Regions from separate parts of the Rattus norvegicus genome. Here regions 2 and 3 are each linked to region 1. The links are chromatin contacts, called in public Hi-C maps. All regions are on one chromosome and are shown on one strand. Each heading gives the region's core, a stretch centred on a gene start, on an enhancer-like site or on the middle of the called end of the contact. The rest is flanking DNA. Distances are from core to core; before and after follow the strand shown.

The links. A called contact is a pair of places that touch in the nucleus more often than the background predicts.
Region 2: a contact with region 1 is called in a Hi-C map of the A7r5 cell line, with 3 times the contacts expected there. The contact joins the promoter of Synj2 here to the promoter of Tmem242 in region 1. A contact is called at or near these places in 4 of 12 Hi-C or Micro-C datasets (the A7r5 cell line, the Rat2 cell line, frontal cortex and 1 more).
Region 3: a contact with region 1 is called in a Hi-C map of liver, with 2.7 times the contacts expected there. The contact joins the enhancer-like site here to the promoter of Tmem242 in region 1. A contact is called at or near these places in 8 of 12 Hi-C or Micro-C datasets (the A7r5 cell line, Schwann cells, frontal cortex and 5 more).

What each region holds. Positions count from the first base shown.
Region 1 is chr1:48,421,751-48,426,641 of GRCr8, forward strand. It overlaps Tmem242 (transmembrane protein 242), which reads right to left and starts at 2,883. Exons shown (of 4, transcript NM_001144860.2): 1 at 2,760-2,883; 2 at 2,119-2,219. The coding sequence starts at 2,844.
Region 2 is chr1:48,921,638-48,926,528 of GRCr8, forward strand. It overlaps Synj2 (synaptojanin 2), which reads left to right and starts at 2,240. Exons shown (of 28, transcript NM_001113371.1): 1 at 2,240-2,366. The coding sequence starts at 2,240. It also overlaps the pseudogene Mrto4-ps2.
Region 3 is chr1:48,875,826-48,880,716 of GRCr8, forward strand. Snx9 (sorting nexin 9) reads left to right here. Exons shown (of 18, transcript NM_001127637.1): 5 at 3,103-3,271. Among named protein-coding and RNA genes, the nearest start is that of Synj2, 46 kb to the right of the region's middle. Within about 2 kb of position 2,511, at least 2 of the 93 cell types and tissues checked have an H3K27ac peak or open chromatin away from gene starts, as enhancers often do. A contact at or near this core is called in liver, where this site is marked.

The DNA of each region.
Region 1 (4,891 bases), core at 1,633-4,132:
TTCCTTTACATATAGGCTCCAAAGATGTTTAATTATGTGGGTCTTATCAATATTTAATGTATTAGAAATTAAAACTGAGAAATTTACACTTTAGTCATTTAAAAGTATCAAATCCATTAATATAAAAACATAAACTCATTTTTATATTAGAATAACTATCCTTCCCAAACAAAATAAACTACAGAGGATTAATGTTTTATGCTTTTGTTAACCTCTTAAATTTCCAGCCTAAGAGCTGGCTTTTCATATCTGTAGTCAATCTGCTGTAAATGCTTTCTTATAATTTTCAGTGACAGCTGAAGTGTACGAATAAAACCCAGGCCTCACACTGATGTGGTTAGAAAAAGTATTTTATTAGCTTTCCTTCTTCATAACATACCACTACTAAACAAAAAAAAGGCTTCTGAAGGTTGGTTACCACATGGAGTCCTATTAAAACCTTCTGTCATTTGTAACATTCAAACCCACCAGTCAGCTTTGCACTTTGAATGGACGCTATGCCATACAGAGTGACTATTCAGAAGGTATTGGTATCTAAATTATACAGATCTTTCAACTGTTGATCCCATGTGTTAAATAGCATTTTTAAATCATCATCAAATCACAGCATCTCATCAGCAAAGCTGTTAAGTATGGAGAAGTTGTCAAGTGAATGGCGGTAGTTACATGTCTAAGTGTTTTCAATTGAAAGCTTGTTAACACTGACCACAAAGATTGACAACCACTTTCCTCAAGAGTCAGGCCTACTTTGTGTTTTTTAAGAAAATGTCTGCCACAAACACCCCATTTGTGAGTGACTGACAGTTTGTGGTGGATCCTTCACAAAGAAGATGCCCTGTAGGGAACACACTGATTCAGCTGGTAAGGCAGTTGCTGCTTCCTCTAGAGGAAAACATCTGCCGTCTGAAGCAGAGTTGCTTCCTGAACATTTCCCACCTCCCATGAAATTTAAAAGTCAGGCATATCCAAGTGTCATTATTGAAGAGGTAATAATTTTACCACTTCAACAACGACATTTACCTAATGAATTCTTTTTAAAGCTACTGCTGCATTACAATGAAGTACATAGTGGTTGCAAGGGACTGGTTTATGCCACAGCCACCATGACTATGCCACTGCTCTGTGCCATCGGGGCGTGTCTCTAAACTTGAATAGGAAATGAGTTGTCTCAAGGATCATTGGGATTTTGTGGACCACTGTTTACAAGTGTGTTAGACCACAAACAGCATGCATTACGATTCAATCCCAGAACAAAACAAAGAACCAAGTTGTCAGTCTGTGGAAAGAAGACAATCCCTGGTTTTTACCAGATTCTTACACAGATCCCTATGTATTGTATAATTATAATTTAATTATAACCAAACCTGTGGTTGGAAAACCAAACAAAGCTTGGCTGTTAAAACACCAATATTGGTTAGGCCTTAATGACATCTGCCACAAGTTAATTTCTTCTCTAAAAACATAATATCAGGAGAAAATGGCCCAGCAGAGCCACAGATGTGGTCTTAGTAGCTCCATAAACCTTTAGAATATTGAGAGGGAATTGGAAAACATTTTAGATACATTATAGCCTCTTGTCTTTACAGTATTCAAAGCTTAAGTATGACTATTACAGATAAGTGGAAGGGAATTCGATTGATTTATGGTTTTTCACATAACATTCTTCTGTAGCACACATCAGGCTAATTACAGAGTTATCTGTATGAGTATCTAATTGTGTCTCTCACAGCAGACATTTAAATTCCTGAGGGACAGACATGTTTATTTTTGTATCCCTTCCACCTTAATCAGAGTGACTGAAACACAAAGGATCCCAAGTCAACACTTGCTGAGGTGAAGTGAACAATAAATCAGCAGTAAGGGTGGGAGGGGAAAAGACAAAACATTATAAACAGCTACACATACATATCAGGAAATTCCCCACCAACCAGAAAAGGCAGGTATGTGACAGAGAACAAATGTACAATCTTGAAGAATAATGGTCTTCTGTCTCAAGTGGGTTATATTAGTCATCCAATGCTTTTAGAGCACCTACTATGTGCTAGGCACTTTATAGCGACTGTGGCTGTCCTTTGTTAAAAAGAATAGTAATGCTATGAGTGGATTTCAGTCACAAACCTTATTGAACCATTCGGGGCTTTTCTTTTTAGCTAGTGATAATGTTGTAACAAATCCAGCTAGCATTCCCGCTGCGGCTGCAGAACCAAGGAAAATTCCACCTGCCAAGAATTGGGAGAAGATATTAAAAATAAAGCTTAAAGCGCAAGGCCCTGGGTTCGATCCCCAACTCCGAAAAAAAGAACCAAAAAAAAAAAAAATAAAGCTTAAATTAAAAAAGATTTCCACAACCTAGTATCAGATATTTTCAGGATTACATTCAAAACTCGAAACATCATGGCTAAGCGGTCTGAGAAACCTGTGTGATCTCACGACCTCTGGTTCAAGGGAACACTCTGAAGCTGGGTTCTTCAGGGCTAAGAATGGGTGTGTTTCCCCTTCCCAGCGCAAAGATTTTCCACGGGAAGAAGAGATAGTGGCAATCAGAAAAGGGCAGGGCACGAGAAAAATCTATAGATAAGGATGGATAAATACAGTATGGACTAGAGACTAGATGGCAGGACTTACTCGTCCCTGCCCAAGGAGACTTCACCCTGTGACATATGGGTCCCACTGGCTGAGTTAAAAATAAAGCCCAAGATAAGGGCTTTCAGAACGGAATGTGTTCCAGAACATCCTATCCCAGCGCAGGGCAAGCATACCTTTAATCAGGAATAGCCGATCGTCCTGAGACCCTGGAGCTTCTACTGCAGAAGACTCCCCGGACCCAGAACCCGAGGCCTCCATATTTAAAGTCTCCTCTACTGTTTCCGTTACTAAAGAGGCCCGAGTAGAAGCTCAAGGGAGAGAGAAGAAAGGTTCCGCAGCTGCCTTCCCTGTGTAACCTGAAGAAGGGTCCGGGTCCCCGCGTCTTCCCAATTACACTCTTGCAGTGAGAGAAGACTTAGGGGGTGCTCTCTGTCCCCAGCCCAGAGCCGAGGGCGACATCCCACAAGACAGCCCTCCTGGGAGGATCACTCGCCTTCGTGCAAGGTGACGATTTGTTGGACTTTTGTAAGTTTTTTTGTGTACTTGAGGGAATACCCAGTTCCGACTCTAGGAGGCAGTGAGAGGTCGCAGATGGAGCCAGGAGCCGGGTCTCAGCCTGGCTTGGATCCCGGAGCTGTTTACCACTCCAGGTACACTGTACTGTATCTAAGCGCTAACACGCCACGATTCTAAAACGCAAACCTCAATATTTTCCCCGTTTCTTTCTGAGAAATTTCGAAATAGTTGTTACTTCAGGTTTAAGTGACGTGCCCAGTCCTGAAAGAGAACCATTCTACCAGCTCCAAAGCACAGGTCCTTCCAGGTCTGATTTGCCCGCCCGCAGTGAACGCGCAGGGCTGACTAAATGACCGAATGAATGGTGCCAATCTAGACAGCAGAGCACAGGGGCCCTCTCTCGGGATTTATTAACACTGGCTCCAAGGTTGCCCCGGGGTTGCCGGGATCCTTGGCAGCCTGCATGCAGGACGATGTGCCAATGGCGATAGATTTAGTAAATTGCCATTGAGAGAAGGAAGCTAGTGGGAAATAGCCAACATTTTCACCCTGAGACCTGAGACACATGACATCACCTTTTAAAAGGAAGCCTGCCCTTTGCCTCTTTCTTTTTCTGAGCACTCTAAGGGCATGGGCTTCTTGAGGGTGGAGGTGGAGATCTATACTCATTTGGTATTCCCCAGCTCTCAGCGTATTACCTGGTCATGTATAATAAATGCCAGTCCAAGGAACGGATAAATGAAAGCATTCGTTTTTGCAGCAGTTAAATCCATCTATTAGTTCAGACCTGCGTCCAGGTCGTAAAGCATGGCTTATTTGTGTGAACTTGGTGTCTGTCATATAGCCTCTCATTACCTTGTTCCCCTCAACTGCTAACTATGGAAACAGTACCTCACAGGATTTCTGTGAAAATTGAAGAGAGGTGTGTGTGTGTGTGTGTGTGTGTGTGTGTGTGTGTGTGTGTGTGTGTGTGTGGTGTTGTACAGCCTTCTTGACCACTTGAAAAGCTGAGACAAAAGAACCATAAATTCAAATCTGGCCTAGTTAACCAAACAAGACCCAGTTTCAATTTCAATTTTGTAAAAGGTCTCTCTGTGTGTGTGTGTGTGTGTGTGTGTGTGTGTGTGTGTGTGTGTGTGTGTGTGTGATTGAATTAGCATAGTGTCTGGTACACATAAGTATTCTAATTGTCTAATTGTTGTTCACCATTGATTCTAGTAGTTTTAAGGCATTAGCCTATGAACAGTTAGATTTGCTCAATTTTTCCCATTGGACATTATATCTCTGAAACTCTGGGGCAGCATGCGATTTCTGATGCTTGGCTGGGTTGAGAATCACTGCTCTGTTTCTGTCCAATTGGGATCACATAGAGTGTGTTTGGCCTTTGGCCTTTGGCCTTTGGGTTCCCTAGAAGCCTAGTTTCAGGGTTTGGGTAGGCCCTTTAAGAGTGGGCAAATGCTGTACTAACACGTTCAAAGAATTAAGGACTTAACACTTTTCCTTTCCTGTCACATATAATAACAGTGACCATAGCTGCTAACATATGTGCACTTTCTATATCTTTTTGAGTCACTAAGAGCCCATTAGATGATACTGTTCAAAGCTGGCAGAACCATTGAACTGTGAGGTTTAGTCAGGAACCCTTAAGTCATTGAGAGGTGTGCCCTATAAATCCAGCTTTGGCTAATTCAAGAGGGGCCATGGGACCACAGCCTCTTCCTGTCCTTGCTCTGTTTAAGACAGGAGTGGATGCCAGGTGTGGTGGTGTGTGCAGGTGTGTTCCAGAGCA
Region 2 (4,891 bases), core at 990-3,489, 500 kb after region 1:
AGAGAAACCCTACCCCCTTCCCCCATTCCTTGCAAAAAAAGAAGTTGAGTAAGCCATAGAGAGCAAGCCAGGAAGCAGCATTCCTTCATGGTTTCTGCCTGGAGTTCCTGCCCTGACTTGCCTCAGTGAGGGACTGTGACTGTAAAGTGGAAATAAACTCTTTCTACCCAAGATGCTTTTGTTCACGGTATCTATCACAGCACGACAACAGAAATCTAGAGGCGATGCCCAAGTACAAGTGAGACAAAGTTTCCCCAACAAAAACTACTGAGCAGAGTTGGGGATTTAGCTCAGTGGTAGAGCGCTTGCCTAGCAAGCACAAGGCCCTGGGTTCGGTCCCCAGCTCCGAGGAAAAAAAACAAAAAACAAAAAACTACCGAGCAAGGCTTGGCACCAAAACAGACAGAACCTGATAGCTTCGGAAATGTGTGGGCACCGACGAGCGCCTCTGCATCTTCTCTGTGGCCATCATGAGGGGCAGCGAGCTGAAGGGCACCCGGAATGCCTGGAAACACAGCTAGATGTTCTTTGTCAACAAGGTGATGGTGGCCGTGGGTCAAAGCCCATGCAGACAGCCTGCATCGGGTCAGCAAGACATTGAGAGGTGAAGGTGGACTCCCTTTTACCAACTACACGAAGGAAGTTCCAGTGGTTCAGGAACTATATAGAAAAGGATTTTGCTGGAGTTTGGGAACAAAGCAACTTTAACTGTGAGCCTGGGTCCAGGGCTCCTAAAGCCGCTCCCCGGGAGCGGGGGCCGAGGCAACCAGGCCTGCCCACTGCCCCTAAGAAAGGTGTGGTAACCATGGTATCTGATTAGGAAGTATGGAAGCAGAGTGACCAGTTGACCCTAGAGCAGGCCCGTGGCCTGAAGCTTTTGTGGGATGCCCAGTTGGGAAGATCCCAGCAGTTGGACGATGACCTTCGAGAGGGTGCACCAGAGTTTGAGGGAGAATGGGGGGGGGGGGAGAGGAGGAGGAGGAGGAAGAGGAAAAGGAGAAGGAGGAGGAGGAGGTGGATAGCCTACTCTAGGACTTTCCAACAAGTTCTTCCTCTCCACTGGACCACCCAGGACTGCTGTCACCCCTCTGGAGGGAGCAGCTGTTTATTTTGCTTTGGTGACTTTGTATAAAAATTAAATTTTGCCTGCTTCTGCCTCCCTAGTGCTAGGATTGAAGGTGTCTGCCACCATTGACCAATCCTGACCGACTGGACCCCAAGACCAAGAGGCCTTCCCTCGGGTTGCTTGAAGGTTTCGGATCGAAAACTAAGTATCAATGCTAAGCAAGACCACGTGCTGAGATTCTCAGGTGGGAGAGGCCGGGTCCCCACCTGACAGTCTAATAGGCGAGGCCAGGGGCATCTCAGCGAGGTCAAGGTGTAGTGGCAAATGGGGGTACAGGGAATGTATGTCGCATCTCTCCGACAGGATGTAATCCCTGCCCCCAAACACCAGTTTACTTTGGACCGGGAACTAAAGTCCCCGGTAGAAGGCAGCATTTAAAGAGTGTGTCAGGCACACACACACCACTCACAAGCACACACTCAATCACCAAGGTAGCTTCAGAGTGAAGGTCACTTTGCGCTTCTGCAGTCCCGCTCCAGGAGACTGAGGCACAGAACCCAAGGGCCCCATCCCGGGTCGCAGGTGCTGGGGTGAGGTGAGCTGGAGGGGGCGCTGCGCGGGGCAAGCGGCAGCAGGGTTTCCCTGCCCTGCTCAGCCCGCAGCCCCCAGCTGCCCATATAAGGCCGCGGTCCAGGCAGGGTCCGGGCTCCTGATGTTCTCCGCCGCTGCAGCCTCCTCCGCGGCGAGGAATGTGTGGAATCTCCCTCACCCGCAGCTGCCCCCGGCAGGGAGGACAGTCCGGGAGTATCCGACCCAGGAAAGCAAACCCACGGGGCTCAGTCCCGGTCCCCACTGTGGCTCGCAGGTGCCTGCCTCGCCGCTTGGGGGAGCGCGGCAGTCGTCGGAGCGGCCCGGCGGCGGTGCCACTTCACCTGCCCGGGGTAGCGCAGCGCGGCCAGGGTGGAGGAGGTGGAGGAGGAGGAGGAGGAGGTAGAGGAGGAGGAGGTGGAAAAGGAAGAGGAGGAGGGGGGAGGAGGCCGTCCTGGCGTTGGAAGAGGAGGAGGAGGAGGAGGAGGAGCCTGCGGCGCCGGAGCCCGGCACAAAGTGAAACTCCTGGAAGCCGCGCGCCCTCGGGCAGGACCCCGCCCCGGCTCCCCTGTGCTCCCGGCGCCCATGGCGCTGAGCAAAGGGCTGCGACTGCTGGCGCGGCTGGACCCCACCGGCCCGAGCAGCGTGCTGCTGGAGGCGCGGGGCCGCGGCGACTGTCTACTCTTTGAGGCCGGCGCGGTGGCCACGCTGGGTGAGTGCCGCGCTCCCCGTGCTCCCCACGCGGGCGGCGATGCCAGGGAGTTAGTAAAGGCGCTCGACTCCGTGGAGTCCTGGGGACTAGCGGTGTTCAGTTCCCCGACGGGGAGGACCCCGGCCGCTTGGGGATCGCCAGGAGCGCTTGTTCACAGGAGTAATAGGTGCGAGGGACACCAGAGAGCTGGCCCCTCTGTCTGGACGAAGCGTCGCTCTCCCCTGGGAGGGGTGTCTCCGGGTGCGCTCTTTCCCGAGTGGGGATGGGGTGGGGGCGTCTGTTCCTGGAGAACCAACCGGCTCTAATTCCGCTCCTGGTGCTCAGTGCGGGAGCTTTGCATGTTCTGGACACCCTGAAGAGGGTGCCCTGAGGAGGAGTCCACCTAGTGCTCCCTTGCTCGTGCACCTGTTGAATACACCAAAGCTGCATTGCCTTGCCTGAAAGGATGACACGTAGACACCAAAACAGACTTTGAGAAACCTGGATGGCACCCTTCATTTGCCTCCTATAAATACTCCATCAGAAGCAGGAGTAGAACCTGGAAGCAAATATACTCTCTGGTGACTTTATCTTTATGCTGGGGCTGAGGAGAGGGCAAGCCGTTGCATTGATTGACTATAGAGTTCTTGAGATTAGCATTGTGCTAAGGACCTTAGAGACACAATCTTACACAACCTTTACACTTTTAACTCGTAATAAAGGTAAACAAACGGAGGCCCAAAGACTCTAAGACACTTGCTCCAGGCAATACAGCCTTGAGTGTGGCTATTTTGGTGATGTCATGCGGTGCATGCCTTCCTGGTAACTGCAACTTCCGGATCCCTAGTTTTGTAATTGACATTCGCAAGAAAGTCTAGGTAGCATAAAGCCAGCAGTCAGATAGGATGGGTAGGATTTTCATGACGAGCCTTGGAGGGCAGGCTTGAGACAGTGGGTGTCCAGTTGTTCGTCCTCCTGGTGTCCCTAGCTAAACAGGATCACTTATATTTTGGGAGGGAAGTAATGCAAAGCACTTGTTTGCAAAGTGCTTCATGTTCTTTCTTCAGGTTTGCATGTGTTGACTCCAGATGCTGCATACGTATCTGTGTGTGTGCATACACATGTGTTAAAGGGAACACATCCATTGCTACTTCCTGGGCCAGGCCATTCATGTGTAATTTATCGAGCTGGGTGTGGTGGGATACACCCCATGCTCTGCCTAGTCAAGGTGGGAGGGTGAGTGGGTAGAGGGATTAAGCTGCGGAGTTTCATACCAGATTGGGCAACCTTACCAGACCTCAAAACATGCTGGCGAATACGGATACAGAAAAGGCAAACGGCAAGTAGCTGCCTTGCTCTCAGTCGCTTGATTAGGGAAGCTGGATTCTGTGTCACATTATTCCAATTGGAGTTCTGTCCTGAAAAGTCCCAGTGTGGTCATTTGTTGCAGCCTTGAAAGAAAACTGTGGAACTTTCCACTCCATTTTAGATGTCTACTCCAGAAGGCATTTCTCAGAACCCAGACATTAATTTCATGATACAAAGTTATTGTGACTTGGAAGAGACTAAAATGTCTTTCAGTCGGGCTTCACAAAGCTAAGTGGTGCTCATACCCCAGTGAGAGTGGCTCTGAAGCCACTTGGAACAGGTGTCTCCCATCCCGCAACTGAGTTTGTACCACAATGCCCTTGCATGGTGGCGATGATACAGTACTTTGGATTTTACAGCGGAAGTTGTGATGAAAAGAATTGTCACATTCTAAACCTTCTCCCTTGTTCTATCTCCACACCTAACCGTCTGCTTTCAGTAGACCATTGGCTGAGTTACTCACAGTTATGGGTTTGTTTTCCTTGGTCAACGAAAATGACACTTTTTATTTCTTTTTTTAAAAGAAATTGTAGCCTTTGCTGATAATGTTGTGAGAGGATCACAAGAGAGCCTTTGTTATCGCAAAGATACTGCTTTGCACTTTTAAAACATCCTAAATGCCTCATTGTTGGATGGAATAACTCTAAACTTGAAATCGCCACCTGTCTCCAGGGCCAGCTAGCTACGTGACTTTCTTTTCCTTGGCATTTCTTTTCCCCCAAGGAATAGGACTGGAGAGGTGTTGGCAGCCATCTTCCAGAGGACTAGATCATGAGTCCCAGCACTAACGTGGCAGTCCACAACTGTCTGTAACTCTATTTCCTGGAGATCTGATGCTCTTTTCTAGCCTCTGAGGTCATCAGGCACATGTGGTGCACAGATGTACATTCAGGCAGTACACCCGTATACTTGAAATAAGAATAAATTTTTTTTGAGGCAATATCTCATAACCCAGGCTGGCCTGGAACTCACTTTGCCCCTACCTCCTGGGTGTTGGAATAAATGACATGTGTTAACCACTCAGCTAATCTTTTCAAAATATTTTTTACGTTTTAATGTTTGGGGGTGTTTTTGCAGTGTGTGTGTCTGTGTACCGACCACACACATGTGCCGTGTCTGAGAAGGCCACAAGATCCAGCTGGATCCCCGGAACTGGAGTTAAACAGCTTTGGGTCACC
Region 3 (4,891 bases), core at 1,261-3,760, 450 kb after region 1:
GAGCAAACAGATCCTGGTACCAGGAAGGGAAGGTAGAAAGTGTTGCTCAGTGAGCATGACTGGGGAGGGAAAGGGGAAGGAAAGGCTAGGGAAGTGGAGGCCTCAACTAAGAAACAGAGTGGGTTACTACATGGCTGGTTTCATGACAAAGGGGTTGGTGGATTGAGAGCAAATAAATTGATGGCCAAAGGATCTTTCGCACAGATCTTGGAGGCCAGCTTATTTCATTGGGATTAGACTTTGGAGACATTATGCTCTTGGCATTTAGAAGCTCAAAAGTGTCTCTACCAAAGCCTGAGCACTGGGGGTAGCCACTGAGCTTCACCATGAGGTGAGGATTACACTGCTGCCTTCTTCCTCTCTGGGTACCTGAGGGAGGCAGATCTTTAACTAGCAGAAGTGTCCTAATGCCTAGTTTCATCTCCTTATTTAAAACTACTTCCAGTAATGTGACCTGGCACTTACGCCCTGTGGAGCTCTCTCCATGCCCTCCTGCCATAGCTTGGAAAAGGAGGTGTACCTCTCAGTGAACTGCTGGTTTCATTATTTTGGGACAGGGTCTCGCAGTGTAGCCAGGCAACCTCTAGAACTTGCTAAGTAGCAGGCCGTATCAGTCAGACCCTTAGGCTTTCTGCCTCATCAAGTGCTGACTCTATTTCAGGTGAACCCCATGTGCAGATAACTCTACTGACTCTATTTCAGGTGAACCCCCATGCTTAGATAGCTCTGCTGAATCCGTATTCAGTCAGAACTGTATGCACTTATCGGTTCATACTTAACAAATGCCCTGAGGACATCAGTGTTACAGATCCCATTTTTAAGACATAGCTAAGAAGGGCGAATTGCTCATATGCAAGTGCGTTGTCAGTAGGAAAGCTGGGATCCACGCCTAGGTCAACATTAGGGGCTGAGTTCTCAGTCACTGTACCCATGTGAAACATTCTTGGCCCCATAGTTACAAAACAGTTCAAAATCCACCTAGTTGGCCAGGATTCTGGCCTTGTCACCCAGTCTGTGATTTAACACTGAGTAGCCCTTGTTTGGGTCAGTGGTAGACTGCATGTGAGTGTCCTCATAAGATGGGAGTGGATCTAAACATTCCCATTGGTGATATCATGACAGATAGGTATACATAATAGAAGATGTTGCTTGTGCATGCACATGTGGTGACACTGGTGCAAACACATCTACTCGACCGGCTTGCTGCCCATCGCATAAAAGTGTGGATTAGGTTATGCATGGGAGGGCATAATGATGGATGAACAATTGTTTTGCTGGTTTATTGTTCGCCATTTATTTATTTATTTATTTATTTATTTTACTTTTCTATTTTTCGGAGCTGGGGACCGAACCCAGGGCCTTGCGCTTGCTAGGCAAGCGCTCTACCACTGAGCTAAATCCCCAACCCCTCGCCACTCTTTATAACTCATGGCTTTCGTCTACATCTACTTCTTGAAAAAGAAGTTTGCTGTAGAACCCTCTGCTGCCTCCCCCAGCAGTGGCATTACGTTAGACATGCTGTGTGTGCTGCATCTTGTAATTGAATCATTCTCTCTCTACCTGATTTCATCTTGTGTTGTTTTGTTCAATATGGCCTAGGCAGTAGGCCATATCATATATTTATCTACTATAGCATTGGTGAATAGCTAGGTTTGTTTAAGCATATTCTGATACTTACACCACCTGGAGATGTACTTCTCAGAAGCTAGCTTATTAGACACCACGTTGACTGCTTCTGTCATGAGCATAGCTCCTGTGTTATAGATGCATGAGTGTGCTGTGTGCATGCCTGCCACTGCTACCTTAGTGGCCATCCCAAGTTCATTCTCGGTCCTTCTGGTGCGACAGTCAGATGCAAGGCTAATGCTGTGAGTTCTTTCAGTGGATGGCTTGAAATATCCACCTGTTAAACAGGATGTTATACAGGCCATAGCTCCCTGTCATACAGCTAGAGTGCATGTTCCTCTGTGTCTTAGGATGCTTTGATAACTTTTACGTAACAAGGTCTTTGAATCTAAGTATCACCTGCCAATAAAAAAAAGCTTATGGCCAATGAGCAGAGGCAGGAGATAGGAGGTGGGACATCTGGCAGGAGATTTGAGAGCCACATGCTGAGAAAGGAGGCCAGGACTGGCCTGAAGGAGAGGTAACTAACCAGGAGGTAGATGAATTCAGGTTAGAATCAAGGAGAGAGTCACGTGGGAATGCTGAGGAAAGGACGTAAAGCAGTAGTAGAGGAACTCGGTATAGAACAGAGATTCAAGCAGCGACTCTGAGGAGAGGATGGACATACAGCAGCAGGTAAATGAACTCAGGGTAGAATAAAGGGGAGACATTAGGGAAGACACTGAGGAAGAAGCAGGCCAGGACTGAGGGAGAGATAACCAATCAGCAGGTAGCTGAACTTGGGAGATTCGCCCTAGGAACTCTGAAGAGACAAGGAAAGGAAAGCAGCCACGTCACTGAACCCAGGTTAGAGTAAAAGGGATAAGTTATGAGCAAGTCAGCAAACAAGCAAAGCTTATGACTCAGGCATTTATTAATAAATTTTAGTCTCAGAGTCATCATTCCAGGAACAGGGCTGAAAAGGAAAACTTTTACACAGATATATTGAATATGTTGCTCCTGGATGTTGGGCAGTGCTAAATTTAGTTGGAGCAGGGCTTAGGTAAAGGGCCAGGCATGATCTGTGAGTTACAGAGCAAGGAGGGTGTTTACCGTGTGTCCGGGTAGACGTTCTAAAGCGGCAGGCCTGATCAACTCCACGTGAATTTTTCCATTTACCGTGTATTACTTCATTGTGAGTGAGAATTAAGAACTACTTAGAGTCCCTACTTTAGAGCAGTTAGGTCAGTGGGGAGAGCCTTGGCAGGAGCATGCAATGGCATTCCAGGTGATGTCGGAGGATGTGCTCTCAGTGGAGCTGACCCATCTCTCATCTCGTGCTCCCGTGTTCTCCCCTGGGTTAGTGTGTGGAGACTTAGGTCCATGTCCAGTGACTGTACCAGCCCTTGTGTTGCTCTCAGTTCCCCTGTCGACCCATAGCTAAGTGGAGTCACAACCTGTAGGAATCACAAGAACTCCTTTTCCTCTCCCACACAGGTTGGTGGTGGCAGTGACCCCTGGTCAGCCTGGAATGCTCCCAGATCTGGGAACTGGGACAGCTCTGATGCCTGGGGCACCAGGACAGATGGGGCTGGCGCTCAGAGGAACAGCAGTGCCAACAACTGGGACACCGGCTTCGGCCATCCGCAGGCCTACCAAGGACCAGGTGAGGGGACACCTCTGCCTGAGTGACAGGCCTGAGGAGTAAGCTGACCTTGCTTTCCTCTAAGTCAGCACAGCACAGTGACTTTGGGTGAAGGGTCCTACAGTCTCATTCAGTACTGACACCATCTCCTTGGAACCATGGGTGCTTCCCTCCCAGGAGCTCCTCCCTAGGTTTCATGAACTTGTTAGCACAGTGCACAAAACTCAAGGACTCACTTGACTTCCTGTTGTCAATTTATCATGGAGTAAATCAAGAGATACAATAAGCATTCAGATGAGGAGGTTACATGGGCAAGGTGTGGTGCTTCCAGACCCTCTCCTGTCATACCTGGGGTGTACCAGACTGACCAGAGGTCATTACCACTACCAGCATCTGCACATGCTCACCAGCGAAAACACTGATCCTGCAGCCCAGAGAGTTTTCTGGAGATCAGTCCCATTGGTGTGGCTAACTATTTACTACATCTTCAGCCCTTTTCCAGTTCACAGAGGATGAGGTGGACAGGAAGATTCTCAGGTTTCAGCCCTCCATGGCTTGGTTTTGTTTGTTTTTTTTTTTTGTTTTGTTTTGTTTTTGTTGTTGTTGTTGTTTTTTTTTTTTTTTTTCTGGTGGTGAGCTTCAGTCCCAGACTGCACCTTGAGTCTTGTGGATTGGAAGACACTTCTGTCATCCAGGAAAGGCCAAAACATGAGGCTGGGTCAGGAAGCTCTGCTTATGAATTTTTAAGCAGAGGAGAGATTTACTGAAGGAGAAGCACTTCAGTGATTTAGTGGGACGGGACCACTTTAAAAACCCCAGGCATGGTAGCCGTGAGATGGACATAGGCTGATCCATAGGCTCACTGAACATTCCCTGTCTCCAAAAGAGGTGGCCAGGCCTGGAGAGATGGCTCAGCGGTTAAAAGCATGCTGCTCTTACAGAGGACCAGGCTCCATTTCCCAATACTACACAGCAGCTAACAATTTCTCTTAACTTCGGTTCCAAGACACAGTACCCTTTGCTGGGCTCTGTGGCCCTGCATGCACTTGGTACTCATGAACACAAAAGTAAAATTTAAATAAGGAAAGATGGATGGCCTTCTTAAGAAACAGTATCCAATGCTGCCCCCAGTTTCCATGTACTTAAGCACCAGCCATACACACAGATGTGCACATGCACATACACATATATAACACATATCCCACCCCCCCAAGAAAGGATGTTTGTGTCAGTGCTGGAACTATCTTGTCTATCCTTGATAGTTCCTGCTGGAACTATCCTTGCGTGCCTGATTACCAGTCGATTGCTGCTTCCTACGTGCAGGAGCCTGCCTGCTGGTTGATGTGGCCCTGTCTGTTAGCTTTGCTGCGGTTGCCCGACTCTGGTGTGACACCCAAGCACAGTGCTAAGGGCGTGTCGAGGAATTTTCTCCGTTGTCCTCTGGGACGTTTATGGTTTGCAGTTTTAATGTCTAAGTACCTGACTTTCTGTTGACTTTTATATATGATGATGACTTTATAGTAAGGGGCTGGCTTTATGATTGTGAGTGGATATGGTTTTCCCAGTGCCACTGATTGAAGATACTATCCATTGTGTCACCTGAGGCACTTGTCAGGGTTTTGTTACCCTGGCTGCTTTATT